Regions from separate parts of the Mus musculus genome. Here region 2 is linked to region 1. The links are chromatin contacts, called in public Hi-C maps. All regions are on one chromosome and are shown on one strand. Each heading gives the region's core, a stretch centred on a gene start, on an enhancer-like site or on the middle of the called end of the contact. The rest is flanking DNA. Distances are from core to core; before and after follow the strand shown. Region 1 overlaps Elovl5 (ELOVL family member 5, elongation of long chain fatty acids (yeast)). Region 2 overlaps Fbxo9 (f-box protein 9).

The links. Hi-C and Micro-C count contacts between places; a contact is called where the count stands out from the background.
Region 2: a contact with region 1 is called in a Hi-C map of liver, with 2.7 times the contacts expected there. The contact joins two enhancer-like sites. A contact is called at or near these places in 2 of 39 promoter capture datasets (liver and stem cell-derived epiblast-like cells), 6 of 484 Hi-C or Micro-C datasets (CD4 T cells, CD8 T cells, LSK cells and 3 more), 3 of 115 datasets of contacts at active chromatin or transcription factors (bone marrow-derived macrophages, extraembryonic endoderm stem cells and pancreatic cancer cells) and 2 of 9 other capture datasets (adipose tissue and liver).

Annotation. Positions count from the first base shown.
Region 1 is chr9:77,932,774-77,937,855 of GRCm38.p6, forward strand. All of the region lies in intron 1 of Elovl5 (ELOVL family member 5, elongation of long chain fatty acids (yeast)), which reads left to right. Among named protein-coding and RNA genes, the nearest start is that of Elovl5, 18 kb to the left of the region's middle. Within about 2 kb of position 3,263, at least 55 of the 459 cell types and tissues checked have an H3K27ac peak or open chromatin away from gene starts, as enhancers often do. A contact at or near this core is called in bone marrow-derived macrophages and liver, where this site is marked.
Region 2 is chr9:78,102,145-78,107,568 of GRCm38.p6, forward strand. Fbxo9 (f-box protein 9) reads right to left here. Exons shown (of 13, transcript NM_023605.2): 2 at 2,127-2,210. Among named protein-coding and RNA genes, the nearest start is that of Fbxo9, 3.8 kb to the right of the region's middle. Within about 2 kb of position 3,052, at least 35 of the 459 cell types and tissues checked have an H3K27ac peak or open chromatin away from gene starts, as enhancers often do. A contact at or near this core is called in bone marrow-derived macrophages and liver, where this site is marked.

The DNA.
Region 1 (5,082 bases), core at 2,013-4,512:
ATGCTGCAAGCATAGACTGAGCACAGCCAGGCTGGGTTAGGATGCCAAGAGCGCCTGCCCTTCACTGCCAAGATGTCAGCTGTATTGTTCTGTATCAACTGTCAAGATTTTTTTTTTCGATCTTCAAATCACTGTTTTCCCTCAGTAAGCTCGTGTACCTGGCTCACAGGCATCACTCTATGATGTTCTCCAAACTGAGAAAGCAAGGAGAAAGTGTTTTGTGTTGGAGAAACTCACAGACATCTGTTCTGAGGCTGTGCACTAGTGCAAACCTTCTGAAACTCACAGACGTCTGTTCTGAGGCTGTGCACTAGTGCAAACCTTCTGAAACTCACAGACATCTGTTCTGAGGCTGTGCACTAGTGCAAACCTTCTGAAACTCACAGACGTCTGTTCTGAGGCTGTGCACTAGTGCAAACCTTCTGAAACTCACAGACATCTGTTCTGAGGCTGTGCACTAGTGCAAACCTTCTGAAACTCACAGACGTCTGTTCTGAGGCTGTGCACTAGTGCACACCTTCTGAAACTCACAGACGTCTGTTCTGAGGCTGTGCACTAGTGCAGACCTTCTGAGCTCTTACTCATAGCACAGGGGATGTGTGTGCCCAGCACAGCAGGGCGTGTGTGCACGTGGATGCACAGTGTTTCGCTCTCATGACACTGCAAAGGAATACATTCCCAAGCCAGGAGCGCGTGCCCGGGGAGATGAAAAGGTCACTTGCAAATTCTTATTTTGGGGAAAAGATGCCACGTGCTCTGCCTTGCCTTTCTATTCACTCCTGCTTTCTCCCTTCTACCCCTCCCTCCTCTCCCCTCCTCTCCCTTCCTTGTCCCCATTTCTAGTCCTTCTCTCCTCTCCCCTACATCCCCCCTCTTTTGTCTCCCTATATATGTATGTGTGTATATGTCTATATCTATATATATGTATATGTATGTGTGTATATATCTATATCTATACATATGTATATGTATAGATATTTGTATATATGTATATGTATGTGTGTATATATCTATACATATGTATATGTATGTGTATATATATATGTATATATACATATATATTAATAAAGCATCTTCTTTCTTTTTTGTTTTTCCAAGACAGGGTTTCTCTGTGTAGCCCTAGCCATTTGTAGACCAGGCTGGTCTCAAACTCAGAGACCCACCTGCCTCTGCCCCCTTAGTGCTGGGATTAATGGTGTGCACGACCATACCTGGCAATAAAGCGTGTTCTTAAGTGTGTGTTGCTGTACTGTGCTCTTCCTCACTGTCCTTTGAATGTGCTCTTTGTGCAGCAAGAGCACATTAGCTCATGCGACTTAGCTCAGGGAACCGTCCGAGAGTGTCCTAACGCACCGGAGCTCCCACCAGAGCTAGTGGTGTTTTGACGAAAAAGAACTTTGAGATTTTGTGCCCACATAGTCATGTGAAAACCAGCTTGATATTGTTAAGTTGATCCTGTTGGATTTTCCTCAGTTCTGTCTATGTGGCTCGAGCCAGCAGGGAAGTGGTAATGTGACTCTCTCACAAGTACCTTTAATTATAACATATTTAACTTCTATTATTGCTAGCTTTACTTTCAAAATGATCAGTTCAGTAAATTTAAAAGTATTTGAGTGTTCAGTTTTTAATGTGTACTTTTAACTACTGAATACAGGTGTTAAAGAAATTATTCTTGGGGCTTAAAAGATGGCTGAGCAGTTATGATCACACGCTGTTCCTGCAGGGTACTAGAGTTAGTTCCCAGTACCTATGTCAGGCAGCTCACAACCACGTCAAGGGCAGCCTAAGAGAACCCTGATCTGGAGGCTGGAGAGATGGATGGCTCAACTGTTAAAAGCACTGGCTGTTCTTTCAGAGGACCTGGGTTCAATTCCCAGCACCCACATGGCAGCTCACAACAGACGAAAATTATAGTTCCAGGGGATCTGGCATCCTCACACAGACAGACATATATGCAGACAAAACACCAATGCACATTAAAAAACCAAAACAACAACAAATCCCAAACAACCTTGTTCTCTTTTTGATTTTCCTCTTTTGGGGGGAGGGGTGGTGGTGATGGATATTTAAGTTTAAAAACTAAATTTTCAATATCATTTGGAAATAAAACCTTGGGGGAAGGGATATCAGCATAGCTCCTAATACGACGATTGTCAGGCATTTTGTTTCATTTACATTTTCTTTTAAAAATTGCGCCTCACCTTTAGCTTATGCAGATTATATCTGTTATGTTTAACCTGCCAGGAGTTAATTTTAAATGACGTTAAAATTGGATTTTTAGATATTTTTCTCATCTGACACCATGAATAATGTCTTTCACGGAAAATGTGCTTTATAAAACAGCAGAAAACTAATGCACACAGAACGCTTGTTTTTTTGCCAGAGTCTTACACGCCTACCTCAGTGAAGGACGCCTGGACCCTCTCAGTTTGCTGCAGTCAGTAGACTTCGATCTTGCATGTGTAGTCTCTGATGAGAGGGAGATGGGAAAGTATCATGAAAACAGTTTTTCCTTGCTGGAAAGGGCCCAGAGCTGGGGTGATGACTGCATGCTGAGGACCCCTGTACCAAAGCTCCTCTGTATTGCTTTTTTTTTTTTTTTTTGTATACGTGCACCTTTATTCCGTATTGCATTGTCTTCAAACAATTTGATCATTTCTATTTTTAACATCTATTATATTTACATGGGTCTCTAATTTTATCTCTTGTTTATTTCTATCAGGTTTGGACACTAATTTTTTTTTTTTAATGATGCTAATTTCTACAATAGTTACTGCTACTTTCTTCACACCTTTGTGTGTGTCTTGGGGTGGATCTCTGTCAGTCTGAGGCCAACTAGGGTTAGAGAAACCCTGTTTAAAAAACAGAGAAAGAAAGAAAGAAAGAGAGAGAGAGAGAGAGAGAGAGAGAGAGAAACCAGAGAAAGATTAATGTCATTGTAGCAGTAAAGTTATTTTTAAGTACTCATTTTTATTTTTGAATTTATCCCTTCTCATGGAATATCTTTGCTTTGTGGTCCTTGGACCTTAAAGTTGGCTAAAACTCGCTTAAATTACATAATCTCATTTTTATTCAGGCTTATTTACTGTTGACGAAGGAGAGTGCCTTCGTTTTAATACTAAACTGCTGCTGGTATCCCCTTGATCTTGCTTTCTGTAACCATTTAACCCTTAACTCTCTGGAAGACAAGTCTTGCCAGTCTGCCTGGTTCTGCGCTGAGTCTGCTCCAGGGCAGTGAGCTACTGAGAGGCTCTGTTGGTTCTCTTTGCGCCGACTAGTCTAGTGTTTACCAGCTACGTACGTGTTCTCCCCAAGACCTGAAAGTGACTCATGTAATTGAGGAACTGAATGCATTGTTATTTTTACTTTGAATGATTTTTTTTTACTTTTGACACAGAGACCTGCCTGCCTTTGTTGTGTAACAGACTTTTCCTGGGGAAGATGTCTTTCCTCCTCCTCCTTCTCTTCCTCCTTCCTTTCTTCCCTCCCTCCATCTCTCCTCTCCCCCCCCCCCCCAACCCCACAAAATCTACTACTCAGCCTAGTTAGGGAGACCAGGACAGACCAAAGTACAGTTACTTCTAAAGTCCAACTTGGTGAACCAGTAAGTTTTACTGTGATAGGGGCAGTACAGCTAACAAACTGGAGCACACTGCGCAGCCTGTAGCTTAACCAGTAGAGTGTCCTTTCTAGGTGGCTGGGCTGATCTGAGCCCTTTCAGGCAGCTCACTTATCTCTGCCTATTCAAAGTGATTGGGCTTGTCTTAAAGTCCAATTGCTTCGTGGACAGAGAAGGATTTAATGAATCCTGTCAGTTTCAGGGACTTCCTGCAGATGGTTTTGAGTTATTTTCTGTCTTAAGCTTTCTTGTAGGAGGGAATGTTTCAATAGCAAGGAAAGTGCTATTATTTAACACTCCGGTCCTTAGGCATCCTCCCCCCCCTGCCCCCCAATACCCGCCAAGCCTGTTTTGTTGTGCTGGTTTTTTTCTTTTTAAATGAATTTTAGCAGCTAAAGAGTATTTGATTATTTCTTTTCTAAAGTTTTAATTAACAATTATTATACATATTTAGAGAGTATACTATAGACATTTGATACATGCATACATATATATTATGATCAAATAGCATTGAGATCCTTCAGACTCTTCTAGTTACTTTAAAATGTGGATAAACTATTGTAAATCACAGGCATTCTGCTATGCTACAGAACCCTGGAAGCTGTTCACCCCACCAGTGCTTTCATACCTAGTTTCTGATCTGTTTCTGTCCCCTCTCCATCCCCTTGCTGCTACCTGGAGGGCTTGGGTTGACCTGATGAGCGCACGTGTGCGCACGCACACACACACACACACACACACACACACACACACACACGTACACACACACACAGAGTCTGGGATCAGATGGGACAAGCATTCTGATGGAGACTGTCGGAAGTCCTGAAACTTAGCAGGTCGCTGGAGGAGAGTAGTCACAGGCTGCCGTCATCCCTGAGGCCTGTGGTTCATGCTCATGTCAATAGGGTATCCTTAGGAGTTCACCCCCGCCCCACCCTCTATCTTTCTACCTTTCTTTTTCTATGAAATCAACATTTAAACTCCCACGAGTGAAAACACTAAGTACCTGTCTTCTTGCCGTGCCTGACTTGAGTATGTGTCCTGACTTGTTTATATGTGCCTGACTTGTTTATGTGCCCCATTTCACTTGCTTCTCCATCTTGGCTCTTGCTTGTGCGCATGCCTGTGTTGCTGAGGGTGCAGCCTAAGCCATCTACACATAGAGCGTAAATGACCAGCTGAGTCCTAGGTCTTTGGCATCACTATCTCGACACCCTTGGAGATGCACTTAGGACGGGACCTGCTGGCTTCTGAGTGTGGATTTTTGAGGAACCCTTTCCTTGCAGTTTCCTGTCAGCGACAGCGTTATCTACACTCATAGCTGGGATGTTTTTGGCATTTGTTTTCCTGTCCCACCAGTGTTTGCTTTCATCTTTTTTTTATCATAGCATTATCATTGGCAGGTGGTGATTTCTCGGTCTCCTTGGTGACACCAAGTATTTTTCATGTACTTCTTTGCCACT
Region 2 (5,424 bases), core at 1,802-4,301, 170 kb after region 1:
ATTTTAATTAGAATTGAGATTATAAGCCCTGATGTGGGGGCAGAATTGATATGTTACTGAATATTTGTTAATAGTACACATCTAGTAGATATTACAAAGTTTCTAAAAATTTCTACAGGTCAAGCAAAGTCTTTCTTTTGATAAACATTCTATACTCCAAAAAGGAAATCCTTTTAAACAAAGGTCATTTAAATATAAAGCATAGAAAAACTCAAGGCCCCAATGTGGTCGGCTGCTTTTAAGGAAGAAATTGTTACCCCAACTTTTGAAAACAGTCACAGCATCACCCCATGTGGGTACTGCCTCAGCAGGATCACACTGCCTCCCTGCTCCCCACTCAAGGACCTGGCTTTCGGGGAGGGGCGTCTATCCTCAGGACCCCACAGGACCAGCTCAGGGGGTCCATTAAGACTGCAGGCACCCGGGCTTGCTTCCTTTGCTGTCTCTCCCATCCCCCTCCCAAGGCCTTGACCCTAGAGGTGCCTTTCAAAAAGGGTCCCGAAGAGTAATCGCTACTTCTCCTGCGAAAGACGGCCACTGCTAATAGAATCACGGATATTATTTCTGGGTAACTTTCTAGAAAGGTGTCTCATGGATGTCTTAACAATATTCTGCAGTGCTCTGCTTCCAGACTTCTAACATGTTACACTCGTGCCTGACCTGCAGAATCCCTAGCTGCGTCCATCCTACTAAACTACATGTGCCAAGTAAGCAAGCCTCATACAGCTCAGAAGTCAATATTAGCTTAGTTGCAGTAATTTTTGAGTTTAATACATATAGATTTATCTCATCCCCTCATTTCCCTGTTATTTCCTTAGATTTAATTTCCTGGTCAGTTGCTGTATCAAAAGGGAGTGTATACTTCTAATTTTGATCCACATTGCTCATGTATCCTCCAGAAAAATAAAGGTCGGTTATAATCTCAAGTGTAACGTGTGTTTTCACAGTCCAGACAAAAATGGACATCATTCAATAAATTATTAATTCGTTGAGTTGTGGTTAAATTATTAATGAGACATATTACCTCTTCAAATATTTAACAGCCATTCATATTTTTCCACTAACTGTCTGCTCACCTCTCTCTACCTTGTATTCCTCTAATTCATGCACAGTCTATCCACTTACGATTCTAACCCTTTGCTAACATAGCAAGCAGTTGTTCTAGCTATTTCTTTCAATTTTATGTTTTAAACAGGCTTTGAACTTCAAATGATCAAATCTCAAACTTGTTCATTAAGTTATGTGTTCTGACTTGCATATTACTTTTAAATATCTTACACCTACATTCTTGGACCAAAACAACAGTTGGGTGAGTAAAATCACCTGCTGCCGAGCCTACTGACCTGACCTGAGAGCCACGTGCTAGAAGGAAAGGAACGACTCCCATCAATTGTTCTCTGACCTCCCTACAAGCACTGTGGCACATGAGTCCATGAACTCACATGCACACACAAGTAAACGAATGTAAAAAATTAATATAAACATTTAATTTCATATTTTTACAGAAAAAATATGGTTTAAGTATGTTATAAAGAATATCGGGGGCTGGAGAGATGGCTCAACAGTAAGAGCACTGACTGCTCTTCCAGAGGTCCTGAGTTCAATTCCCAGCAACCACATGGTGGCTCACAACCACCTGTAATAGGATTTGATCCCCTCTTCTAGTGTATCTGAAGACAGCTATAATTGTACTCATATGCATAAAAATAAATAAATAAACAAATCTTTATTAAAAAAAAACCCAAAGTCCAAACTAGGACATGATAGTGCATGCCTTTAATCCCAGCACTCAGAGGCAGAGGCAAGAGATCAAGGCCACTCTGTTCTACAGAGTGAGTTCTGGGAAAGCCAGGGCTGTTTCAAAGCAACAAAACCCCCAAACCAACCAAAAACCATTAACAAATCAAAAACAACAACCAACAAAAAATATAAACAAAACAAAAACAACAAAACATCAACCAACAAAAAACATAAACAACAAAAAACAAAAAACCAACCAAAAAAACCACAAACAAAAGACTATGCAAGCTCAGCTAAATTCCATGCAAATAAGAGCTGACAAGAGCTCCCAACGGTGACCAACTTCTCACGGTGTAAGAACTCAACACAGAACTGAAGACACTTGCCTGCAGGTCTCTCTCAGCCGGACTCTCATTTCCTTCATCGCCTACTCTGTCAGCATCAGAATGACAATCTTCCTCCGCTTCTGCCTGAGAAGAACAAACCAGAACAGGGTCCAAAACTGGTAAACACTAGTTTCCCTCTGTGATCGTCTCAGTCAATTGTTAACTAATACCACACCTCTGAGTTTGTGGAACCCACTTTGAATATCAAGGCTGCACAAAGTTCAAGTTCGGAGGCTGAGATGTTTCACGTCAATGAAATACAATTCCTTCTCTCTGGGTATCCACTTTGGTTAAGTTTAAATGATACCAATACAAAGAGAATTTGTGCTTTAACTTTTATAATACTGTAGAATCAATTCTGCACCTCTAGGTGACCCAGGCTTGGTTCCCAGCACCCACACGGTGGCATACAATCATGTTATCTCAGTCAGGCATGGTATTCCATGCCTTTAATTTCCACACTCAGGAGAGAGGCAGGCTGCATCTGAGTTCAAGGCCAGCTTGGTCTACATAGTGAGTTCCAAGTGAAGGAATGCAGTGAAACCTTGTCTTAAGGAAAGGAAGGAAGGAAGGAAAAGAAAAAGTCAGCCCTTCTCTTTTTCCCTATTAAGGAATTGAGTCTAGAGCTTTGTACATGTAAACAAGAAGTCTAACAGAGCCACTGAGATATATGCCGACCAAACTCACCTCCTCTATTTTATCTCTATTATAAACCCAATCTTTTACACTGGCGTGGTTTAACGTGGAATAAAGGTGGGCTGAACAGTGAGTGGCTTTGGGCTTAATAAACGTTTCCGTTTACTATCACCATCGAATCCTTTTAGTCTCAGTACATTAAGTGACTAAAATGAATCCTCAGGAAAATAAAGTATTGCCTGGTTCAGTCTGTTAGCTAATAACTTATCAGCACGGGCAGCTTGCTCAACACTCAGTGTGGTCACTCCTACACAGAAATGGCAATGAGGAAATGACCCTGGCAGTTAGCTAGGACTAATAACAAATGGATTTTATTGCCTCTGGTCTCTACACACATATGCAGAAAGGTACATGTGTAGTTTCATACACACATGTACCTGCACACACAGGAAACACATATCCATACCACTGTCACCCCTCCCCACAAAAAAAAAAAAAAAAGAAAGAAAAGCCCCAAAGGCAATTATTCTATCTAGTTCCAAAGACAGTAACTTTTCTATTAGCAAATTTTGGCTGTAAGTTATTTCCAGGAGAGGAAAGGTTTTGCCACCACAGATCTCCGAGTACAGCAACCAAACACTCTTGTACCACATAAGTGTAACATAAACAAACTCTGCTCATACCTTATCTCTGGCAACCAGACCCAAAGCAGGGAGCCCGTAAAACTTGACTAGCTGGGACAGAGTAAGATCCTTGCTGCTCTGTAAAGTTACTCCAGGGAAGACATAAGTCAGAGAAGCATTTGTTCTAAGCCAGGAGTCTGGGTTTGGACAAAGGGCTTAGACTGCTCTTCCCCAAAGGATCCCCGTGTAAACAGAGGTCCTCAGGTTGGCGTTCCTGGATGTTGGGAGAACCCGTAGGATCTGGCCTGATGGGTGGAGAACAGTTCCTGCCATGATGTGCTGTTGTGTGGGAGGTGCAAAGCAAGGGGGCCACCTGGATCCCGGAGTTGATCCTCCAGATCATGAGCCAAAGCGAACTCTGTATGCATGATCTCAGGCATTTTGTTGTAATGAGAAACTGATCTACTAGGAAATATGAGAGGGAGACTGTGAAATGCATGGATCCCACTGAGATGTATACATCTAAGAGTCTGAGTTATCACTGCAAATCCTAAATAGAGCTAATAAGAGAGGACCCGAGTCCCACGGAGTACAGCCCTCTTGCTGTTGTCGGGCAGTCGGACTAAGCTAGCCTGATCTGAAGAGCTTCCCGGCTCTAATGGGTTAGTGCTACTCAGTGTGCTGCTTGCTCTTCTGGGCCTGGATTGCCTTCTTCCTTGCTTAGCTGCATCTACTTCAACATTCAGTCAGCAGCATTTTCCAACTGTTTTCTGTCACCTTACAAATACATTCTTATTGAAATCACTTGTCTCCCTCAGTAGAAAGAGTGTATCGAAGGCAGAGAGCACATCTTTGTCACAGCTGGTACGTTTAGGACCAAAAGCACCACATGATTTTGGGTAAAAAAAAAAAAAAAAAAACCAGCATCATTAGTTTTTGTTAGTTGAAACAGGGTCTCATTGTGTATAGCCTAGGCTGGACTGAAACTCGATATGTAGACCAGGCTGGCCTTGAATTTGCAGTGATTTTCCTGCCTCAGACTCTCATGTGCTAGGAGGAATTTGAGTGTGAGCACTATACTGGGATCTCTTTCTTTGGAGAGACATCTGTGAGCTGGAGAGATGGTTCAGCAGTTGAGGGCTGGATAGTCTTCCAGGGGACCTGAGTTTGGTTCCCAGCATTCGTGTCCAGCAGCACACTGGAATTCTCTTTCTGGCCTCTGTGGGCACCTGCACATACACGGCATGGTGTCTCAGTTAGGGTCACTACTGCTGTGATGAAACACCATGACCGAAAGCAACTTGGGGAAGAAATGGTTTACTTGGCTTACATTCCCACATCACTACTCATCACTGAGGAAATCAGGGCAGGAACTCAAACAGGACACAATGGTGGATGCAGGAGCTGATGCAGAGGCCATGGAGGTGTGCTGCTTACTGACTTGTTCCTGCATGGCTTGCTCAGCCAACTTTCTCATAGATCCCAGGACCGGCCTGCCAAGGGATGGTACCACCCACAAAGGGCTGGGCCCTCCCCATCAATCACTAATTAAGAAAATGCCCTGCAGGCTTGACTGCAGCCTGATCTTTCGGAGACACTTTCTCAGGTGAGGCGTGCCTTCCTCTCAGATGACTCTAGTCTGTGTCAAGTTAACATAAATCTAGCACACACTTTAAAACATTAATTTAAGGAGAGGGAGAGAGGGAGGGAGAGAGAGAGAGATCTGTAAAGAGAATTAGTGATTCTGAATTCTGGGTCATCTTTTCAGATGTGATTAAAAGTTTATCACAGATCACAGTTAATAGGTTTGCTAATATTGAAGATCTGGTACTGCACCAAACCCCACACCATGCCAGGCTAGTCGGAGGCTCAAAAATAACTAGTTGAATACAGAATGCCTATCTCAGAACAGAATCCATTGTTAACCTTGATTTTGACAGTAGGAACTGGAATTTTACTACATTTAGTCGATTTTAATCCCACTTGAAATAAGCAGGAGCTTAGTTAATCATCAGTATTTTCATAGTTGAAAATTACTC